Linked DNA regions of Sus scrofa: regions 2 and 3 are each linked to region 1. Evidence: chromatin contacts called from public Hi-C and HiChIP or PLAC-seq data. All regions are on one chromosome and are shown on one strand. The core of a region is the stretch at or near the end of the contact, and the rest is flanking DNA. Distances in the headings are between cores, read along the strand shown. Region 1 has its middle 120 kb from the start of CCDC112. Region 2 holds the start of FEM1C (protein fem-1 homolog C). Region 3 has its middle 50 kb from the start of FEM1C.

Region 1 (2,704 bases), core at 101-2,600:
TCAGTCAAGTTAGATGAGTAGCTTGCGCTTGTCCAAGGTGGGAGTTTTAACACCATGCAAACACTGCAAATCAGTTTATTTCCCTGTAGAGCCAGTTGTTAAACATATACCTGCCCTGATTCTAGCCTTGTCATTTTTTTTTCAATGAATTGTTGACTCCCATAAAGAATTGTTTCTGAAATGTGGTGTCTAAAAGGAAGTCTTAATTCTACATATACAGATATTACACATAGATTAAAGGAGCCCTTCTAACATGTGCAGATAAAGACATGCTTTGAAAGTATGCTCAGTAACTAAACATGCTCAAGACAACTGAGTAAGAGTGACAGGCCCTTACTGCCAGTTCCAGAAGAATATGCTGCTCTCAGAACTGCCATCTGTACCTGCAGGGGAAGGGATCTGTGGTCAGGGTTTCCTTTGGCAAAGTCTGGTGGCTCAGATTGTGGCAGCGAGACTGCATGTCTGTGTGAATGACCTTTTCCTTTTGTGCATTTAAAAATAACCTACCAAAGATAGCATGGATAAGTGAAGCATGGAGCTAAGCGGTTTCATTAGAGATAAATATTTTGTCAGATTGCCTAACTTTCAATTACATCTGGTTTCACCAGATATGGCACTTATAATGTTATCTGTAGAATCACCTCTTCTGATTTTCTGTGCAAATGGGAACTAGGAATAGAATGGAGAAGTAGAACTCCAGGTAATCCCCACATCTCAGTTTTTCTATTACTTCCAGAGTCTCTCATATTAAGCCTTTTGTCTGAATTGGAGTGGTGACATGCATTTTGGACCATTTCCCAGCTCCTTCCTCCCTCCCTCCATATAAGGATTCCTGGCGAGATAGAAATATCTATTGGACACTTACCCTGAACCTCTTTAACTACAGTTGTGAGAGAGTAGCACCAGGTAGTCTCTCTCACTAAGGGTCCCTCTGGTTCACAGTTTCTATGTCTACATAACCATCATCCATGAGGTCCAAAGCACAACCAATCCCCTGAAATGTACAGTTCCAACAACTCGAGGTTGGGGTTCGGGGCAGGGGTTCAGTCCTAGTTCTCTGGCTAGTTCAAGACCTCTGTTCTTTTGAAGAGTACTGCTTTCTTGATCTGGACTTAGCAGGTAGAAGGATACCTTCCCTCAGATTCCCTAGTAAAGTAGCAGCCAGAGCTGGTGTAAAAATACCAGGAGATAAAATTAGTTACCCTGAGCTGCCAGCAGCTGGCATGGCGGGGTCGGGCCAGCTGGGAGGCCCTGCCTGGCATGGTTCTGCTTCTGCTGGGCTCTGCGCCTCACAGGAGGGTCTTACATAAGACTTGTCACAGCAGCCTGCCCCTCCCTGCTGGGACAGTTCACAGGACACAGGATTAGCTAGCTAGAGCCAAGCTCTATTTCTGGAAGGCAGAAAGTTCAGCCCAAGTGTATTCACTGAGAAGATACTCATTTACTCCATTGAAGGGAGCAGAGACAGAGACTTCCAAGGGGAGAATTATTTTAGGAGATCATTTGTACAGAAAAGTGAAGAACATTAGGGATCAGAGTAGGGGACAAAAGCAGAGCAAGAACAAGCTTGAAAAGTAACTCTGTTCCTCCTGTTGTCATCTCTCCTTTGGCTACTGTACTTACTGACTCACCCCCAGAAGTTTAGAAAAAAAGTTAACTTTTCCAGTAAGCCTGCTGAAACAGGACTGTATGATTTCATCTTTGACACCAAGCTAATCTTACATGTTATGCTCATTATGCATAATACATTATATAGTAAATTCTGATTATTCAACATCCTGAAAATCTCTGCTAGCCAAATAAATATCAGATCCCCACATTAGGCTGGAATTTTGTTATTATATTAGGTTATGGGGAGGGACATTGCTGTCATGCACACATTTATGTTTCACTGCCTCACCAGACAAATAATTCCTTCAAGACAGAAGGATAGGGAGTTCCCATTGTGGTGCAGTGGTTAATGAATCCAACTAAGAACCATGAGGTTGTGGGTTCGATCCCTGCTCCTTGCTCAGTGGATTAAGGATCTGGTGTTGCCGTAAGCTGTGGTGTAGGTTGCAGACATGGCTGAGATCCCACGTTGCTGTGGCTCTGGCGTAGACTGGCGGCCACAGCTCCAATTCGACCCCTAGCCTGGGAAACTCCATGTGCCGCGGGAGCAGCCCTAGAAAAGACAAAAAGACAACAACAACAACAAAAAAGACAGAAGGATATAGCAGGTATGATGATATGATGATAATGTGGCTAATTAAGGAGAAATTATTTGAACTTATGTCCTTGGTGCTGATGGTTGTGTGTGTGTTGATGGAATGGGTGTATGGAGTCTATTGGAAATGACAATTTTGTTTTTTTTTTAAAAAAACAATTATTATAGGTGATTTACAATGTTCTGTTAATTTCTGCTGTACAGAAAAGTGACCCAGTTATACATGTACACATTCTTTTTCTCACATTATCCTCCATCATGTTCCATCACAAGTTATTGGATATAGTACCTTGTGCTCTAGCAGGATCTCATTGTTTATCCATTCTAAATGCAATAGTTTGCATCAACTAACACTCAAATGCCAGTGCTTCCCACTCCCTCCCCCGCCTCCATATCCATGAGTTTGTTTCTTTTTTTTTTTTTTTTTTTTTTGTTGTTGTTGTTGTTTTGTTGCTATTTTTGGCGCTCCGGCATATGGAGGTTCCAGCTAGGGTTGAT
Region 2 (2,704 bases), core at 75-2,574, 130 kb before region 1:
TTGGGTATATATGGCTCATGTGAAAGAGTTAGGAAATGAAAACTTAATTGCTTTCCTTTACCAGCAGATCAATTTTAGGAAATAATATAGATGGATGCAAGGTGAATATTCAGAAACTGGTGGCCTTAAAACTAAATGTGCACCTACCCTGTGAAAATCCCCCAAGGGATGCACTTGTTGGTTTGAAGAACACTGTTGTAAATTTTCACATAATCTTATTGAATCTGATAAGAGAGGTCAGCCCAGGTTAGGCCTTGGGTGGGAAACTGTCTCTAGTATTTATACTTTGAGAGTATAGAACTGTGACCTGTAACATTAGTGTTAAAACAGTCAATCTCTCCTGGCTCTTTGATTTGTATAGACAGTTACTCTCATCTTTTATATTCTGTTCTAAATTTTCTTCTCAGTGGTAATAACCTTCACTTGAATCTTGGGTTACTAATGTTGACCCTAATGCTGACTGCCTAATGCCAATATAATGCTCCACTTAAAAATGATTATTAAAATTATAAAAACGTGAGACATCGTTATAGTAAGAGGTAGTAGCTCTTTGAAAAGGAAACTTGTGAGCTATAATCTAATATTTTCTTTCCCTCAGTGGTACCAAGAAACTGTGAGTTTAAGTTCCTCCAAATAAAGTGTTCACCAGATTGAACACCAAGTTCTTCCAAATTATTTTCTCATGATTCACTATGGGTGTCATTCTCCAAACATGTTTAAACTCTTCCTCGACCTAGTTTAACACACCCCATGTGTTAATGTCACGGATTCCACAAATTCATTTCCTGCTGTGTGAAGTAGTAATTATTTTTACGTATATTAATTTCGTACCTTTCTTTCGTTTCCTGGTTTTATTGTTTACAGTCAAGAATTCGACCTTGTTGATTTATACTGCTCTGTTTTTACCATTCCCTGTAGTTTTATATATTTTTTTTAGTCCATATTTTTTAAAAAGTCTTGATTGTCAGCCTCCAGAAGTAGTCTTTTTCCCAAATTTCATTCTTGTGTTGTTCTTGTTTTGCCTTTTTGAGTTCTTATAAAGAGCTCCATGGCCCACCAAAGGAAAGAACCTTAGGAGAGGCTAGTCTGAGAGGGTAATGACAAAGTAGTAATGGCTACGACGCCTCCGGGGGTTTCGGCAGTGGGACCCAAAGAGCCCCTGAGACGATTGCCTGAAACCTGGAGAGCGGAGGAGCCCGCGAGATCTGCGCAGCCGCTCCACCAACCCCCGGCCGCGGATGCCTGCGTGGCCCCGCCCCCTTCGCGTGCCGCACGCAGGCCCATCCTTCTTCGAGCCATGGCCCCACCCCCTCTCGCGTCGCTCCGCCCTGGCAGCCTCCCTGCCCCGCCCCTAGGCAGTTGCTCGCGGCGGCCGCCGCCCTCCCCCGGCCCAATGGCACTGCTGCCGCGTCAGTGATGTGAAGTAGTGCTTGGGCTTGTCCGGCCCCCGGCCCGCAGCCCATTACACCATCCGCCGCTGCAGCCGCTGCAGCCCGCGCAGACTGGGAGGGCGGGAGGCAGCTCGGCGTGGCGGGGCGGGGCAAGCGGCGCGGCTGGATTCATTCCTGTGGGGCGCGGGGCATGGACGAGCTGTGCGGCCGCAGGCGGAGCAACGCGGCCCGGGCGGCGGCGCGGACAACGGTTTCAATTTGAAGGGGCCGGCCCGTGCCCGGGCGGCCAGCGGGGAGAACTAACCCCAGGGCAGGTAGTGGCAGTGGCAGCGGCGGCGGCCTGGCGGAGCCCGAGCTGCGGCCTGAGGCGTCCACGGGGAGGCCTGGGCGGGAAGGGGAAGGAGGGCGCCCCCAGCAGCGGAAGGCGGGCAGCGGGATGGAGGCCCTAGACTCGTCGGCCGGCATAGAGCGGGTAGAGGTCGATCGAGGAACTTGGGGCGAGGGCTGCCGGTTTCTGGAAAAGGTAGAGGTGAAGGTTATATACCGGCAGCTGTGGTTTGGGGAACCTGCGGGTCCCTTTTGGCGGGGCGCGCGGTGGGGGAATCAAAAAAAATGGGGCGGACGAAGTTAGCTAAAAGGCAGCCGGATTTCCTGAGAGTCTGGAGTAGTTTTAAAGGAAAGAGAGCCTTTCGGGTGAGGGTTTTGGCGTTAGCCGGCCGCGGTTTGTTGGCTCCGACCTTTTTTATTCCCTCTCCTGGCCACAGCGAGGCCTTTCAGCCTCGCGCCCTTGGCCCGCTCTCCTCTGCAGATGTGAAACATTTCTGCGCCCGGGTCTTCTGCCTCTTCGCTTGTACTCTCTCTGGGCGTGTGCAAAGCAGAACTAGAACAAAGCTTAGCTGGTTAGGAGGCGAGAAAACCGGTTGCCTGTAGCGTTTACATTTACGGTATATAGAGGTGAGACTGCCTCCCACCAAAACATTTGCGTCTCTGTACTTTTATGTATTCTCCTTTCCCACCTTTTTCTGGGGGGAAGGGGCGGAGTAGTCCCTTACAGTGTGGCTCCCCCGGAGTAGAAATTAAGAAAACCTAGTGGTTTTTACCTTAACCTATGGAAAATTCAAAACTGCTCCTTTTTTTTTTTTTTTCCTTCTCTCTAGTTTGGTGCCCTGGTTGTCAGATGTTGGAAGGCAATAGACAGAACCTACTCGCTGTGGTTTTATACCAGTCCTGGGGTGCAGTGTTTAACACAGAACTTCGGTTACTGTAACTCTTGTCTGTGTCGATAGAGTTAAGCTGGAGCTTTGCTTCGAAGG
Region 3 (2,704 bases), core at 69-2,568, 77 kb before region 1:
AGTTGGGACTGGAATATAAAGCCATCATTGTGAGATCCTGATAAAGTCATGGGACTAGTTGATCTCACCTCTAGGGAGATGGTCATAGAGATTATTGAGGAGTGAATGTAGGAATGCTTCCAGCATTTAGATATTGAAAAGTGAAGGCCAAGTCAGCAGAGGATACTGAAAAAAGCAGTTGTATTAGTTAGGGCTCTCTAGCAAAACAGAATTTATAGGATATGACTACGCAGAGAAAGATATTTACTATAAGAATTGCTCACACAATTGTGAAGTTTGTCAAAGTCCAAATTTGCAATGTGGGGTTAATGATCTGGCTTGTCTCTGTAGAGGTGCTGGTTTGATCCCCAGCCTGGCACAGTGGGTTAAGGATCTGGTGTTGTTACAGCTGTGGTGTAGTTCACAGCTCTGGCTCAGATTTTATCCCTGGCCTGGGAACTTTCATATGCCATGGGGCAGCCAAAAAAGAAAAGAAAAGAAAAAAAAAAAAAAAGACCCAAGAAAGTCTGTAGTGCAGGTGAAGTCCAAAGGCAGTCTGCTGGAACAGTCTCTTTCACTTGGGGGTAGGTCAGTCTTTTTGTTCTAGCCAGACCTTCAACTGATTGGATGAGGCCCATCACATTAAGGAGAGCAGTCGGCTTTACTGATTCACATATTAATCTAATCTGTGTTAAATCTATTGATTTAAATGTTTATGTCATCCCAAAACACCCTCATAGAAATACCCAGATCAAAAGTCTTGTGTCCTGTTGGCCTAGTCAAGTTGATACATGAACGTAACCATCACAGAAGTACAGTCAGGAGGGAAAACCGACTTCTTGGCTCTTACCACTTAATGCTTTCCCATGCATATGCATGTAAGCTGAACAGAATTGGCAAAGAAAAATGGCACATTTGAGTTCATTTTTCAATTAAAGACATAGGACCCTGGAAGAGACCTATGGCTAGGCCAGCTTTCCATCCAATGTAGATTTTTTGGTTTCTGCTAAAAATTTCCAGTGCTGGGTACTTGCTGCTTTCTATGATAAAAACTTCTGTTAATGTGACTATTTATTAAAAAAATTCTTTTTCCTTATATTGAACAAAAATCTCCCTCATGAAGCCTGAATAGCTCTCAGCTTCCCTAACATGTAGTAAGAATGCAAAACTGCCACACTGGCTCTGCCAAGGGCGATGTCAGTTCTGGAGTTCCGAAGAGTCTGGAGAGCTTTATCGGTCCTGGAACGTAAGGCTTTTTTTTTCCCTAGGGCACAGACATGCCACGCAGATAGTTGGGTCAGGATGGATTCAAGTATCGTTTATCTGAAACCACTTACCAGCCACTCAAGCCTTACTGCTGAATCTGCCAGGCTGCTTCAAAACGGTGAACTTGATCCCAGAGGCCTCTCTGACCCCACGGGCTGGCTTCTGTCAGAGCCTAAGGCTGTCAGCTCTATCTGTAAAGGTCTGAACCCAACGGTGGACATGCTTTTTTTTTTTTTTTTTTCTCCTCCTCCGTTTAGGTTGCCTGATGTAAATAGATGTGAAGAAGGAGGGGTGTGGTCCAACTCCAGATACCTATGCAAATGTTCCTCCATTCTGGCTGGAGATCCTTTAGTTCAGAGGACCACGCACTGGTTCTGGTTTTGTTCCCTGGTGACACGTTCCTTCCCTTATGGCCAGCAAACGCAGCTTTGCCCTAATATGACTTCGTTTTTATGAAAATGTGAGTAAATTGCAACCTAGACATGTAAATCACATTCCAGAGGCTGCCCAGACCCAGTGATTTCCAGTCTTGATGGAGAAACAGGCCTCAGAACTGTGTAGACACTACTCTGTTGAGGATCTTTGATTGGAAAATTGCCCACCAGCCTAGGAGGAAATAGTCTTGTAATCCAAAGAAAGAGGATTAGTACAGGGTTTGGACCACGCTCTTTAAAGTCCTGCTTGCTCGTTGAATAAATGAAAATATTTGGTTTTTAAAAAGCAGTTGCTGGAGGGGACTTTCTGACATTCAGAGCAGGGCTAGGCAACCTCCTGTCTTTTGAGCCTACTCTTTGCAAGCACTGGGACTTAATGCTAAGGCTGTTTTTGTCCCCCTACATTTATTTGTCGAAATCTAATCCCCAGTGTGAAAGCACTAGGGACTAAGGCCTTTGGGTGGCAGTTAGGTAGTAAGGCAGAGGGAGACCTCAAGAATGGGATTGGCGTCCTTATGAAAGAGACCTCAGAAAGCCCCCTCACCCTCCCACCACGTGAGGGTGCAGTGAGAAGATGGCTGTCAGTCCAGGAGCCAGGACGCAGGTCTTCACTAGACCCTGAATCTGCCAGCGCCTTGACCTTGGATTTTTAGCCAGCAGAACTGTGAGAAATACTTTTCTGTTGTTTATAAGCACTCAGTCCTTGGTACTTTTGTTGAGGCAGCCTAAACAGACTGAGACATACAACATCTTTTGTCCTTGGTCATGCCCCCCCCCTTTTTTTTTTGACATGTGTTTAATCCTAAAGAGGACTTGTTACACAGATATGCATAAATGATTTTTTTGTGTGTGTGTGTTTTTAGGGCTGCACCCGTGGCATATGGAGGTTCCCAGGCTAGGGGTTGAGTCAGAGCTATAGCTGCCGGCCTACACCCCAGCCACAACAATGTGGGATCCAAACCACATCTGCAACCTACACCACAGCTCATGGCAATGCTGGATCCCTAACCCACTGAGCAAGGCCA

What was found. A called contact is a pair of places that touch in the nucleus more often than the background predicts. HiChIP or PLAC-seq counts read pairs in DNA pulled down with a chosen protein or histone mark.
Region 2: a contact with region 1 is called in an H3K27ac HiChIP or PLAC-seq map of skeletal muscle. The contact joins the promoter of FEM1C here to the enhancer-like site in region 1. A contact is called at or near these places in 1 of 5 promoter capture datasets (liver), 4 of 47 Hi-C or Micro-C datasets (fetal heart ventricle, heart right ventricle and skeletal muscle) and 2 of 2 datasets of contacts at active chromatin or transcription factors (alveolar macrophages and skeletal muscle).
Region 3: a contact with region 1 is called in a Hi-C map of skeletal muscle, with 4 times the contacts expected there. The contact joins two enhancer-like sites. A contact is called at or near these places in 4 of 47 Hi-C or Micro-C datasets (fetal heart ventricle, heart right ventricle and skeletal muscle) and 1 of 2 datasets of contacts at active chromatin or transcription factors (skeletal muscle).

What each region holds. Positions count from the first base shown.
Region 1 is chr2:119,595,132-119,597,835 of Sscrofa11.1, reverse strand. No RefSeq gene overlaps it. Among named protein-coding and RNA genes, the nearest start is that of CCDC112, 120 kb to the right of the region's middle. Within about 2 kb of position 1,350, at least 16 of the 83 cell types and tissues checked have an H3K27ac peak or open chromatin away from gene starts, as enhancers often do. A contact at or near this core is called in skeletal muscle, where this site is marked.
Region 2 is chr2:119,721,660-119,724,363 of Sscrofa11.1, reverse strand. It overlaps FEM1C (protein fem-1 homolog C), which reads left to right and starts at 1,324. Exons shown (of 3, transcript XM_021084648.1): 1 at 1,324-1,705; 2 at 2,549-2,704.
Region 3 is chr2:119,672,070-119,674,773 of Sscrofa11.1, reverse strand. No RefSeq gene overlaps it. Among named protein-coding and RNA genes, the nearest start is that of FEM1C, 50 kb to the left of the region's middle. Within about 2 kb of position 1,318, at least 4 of the 83 cell types and tissues checked have an H3K27ac peak or open chromatin away from gene starts, as enhancers often do. A contact at or near this core is called in skeletal muscle, where this site is marked.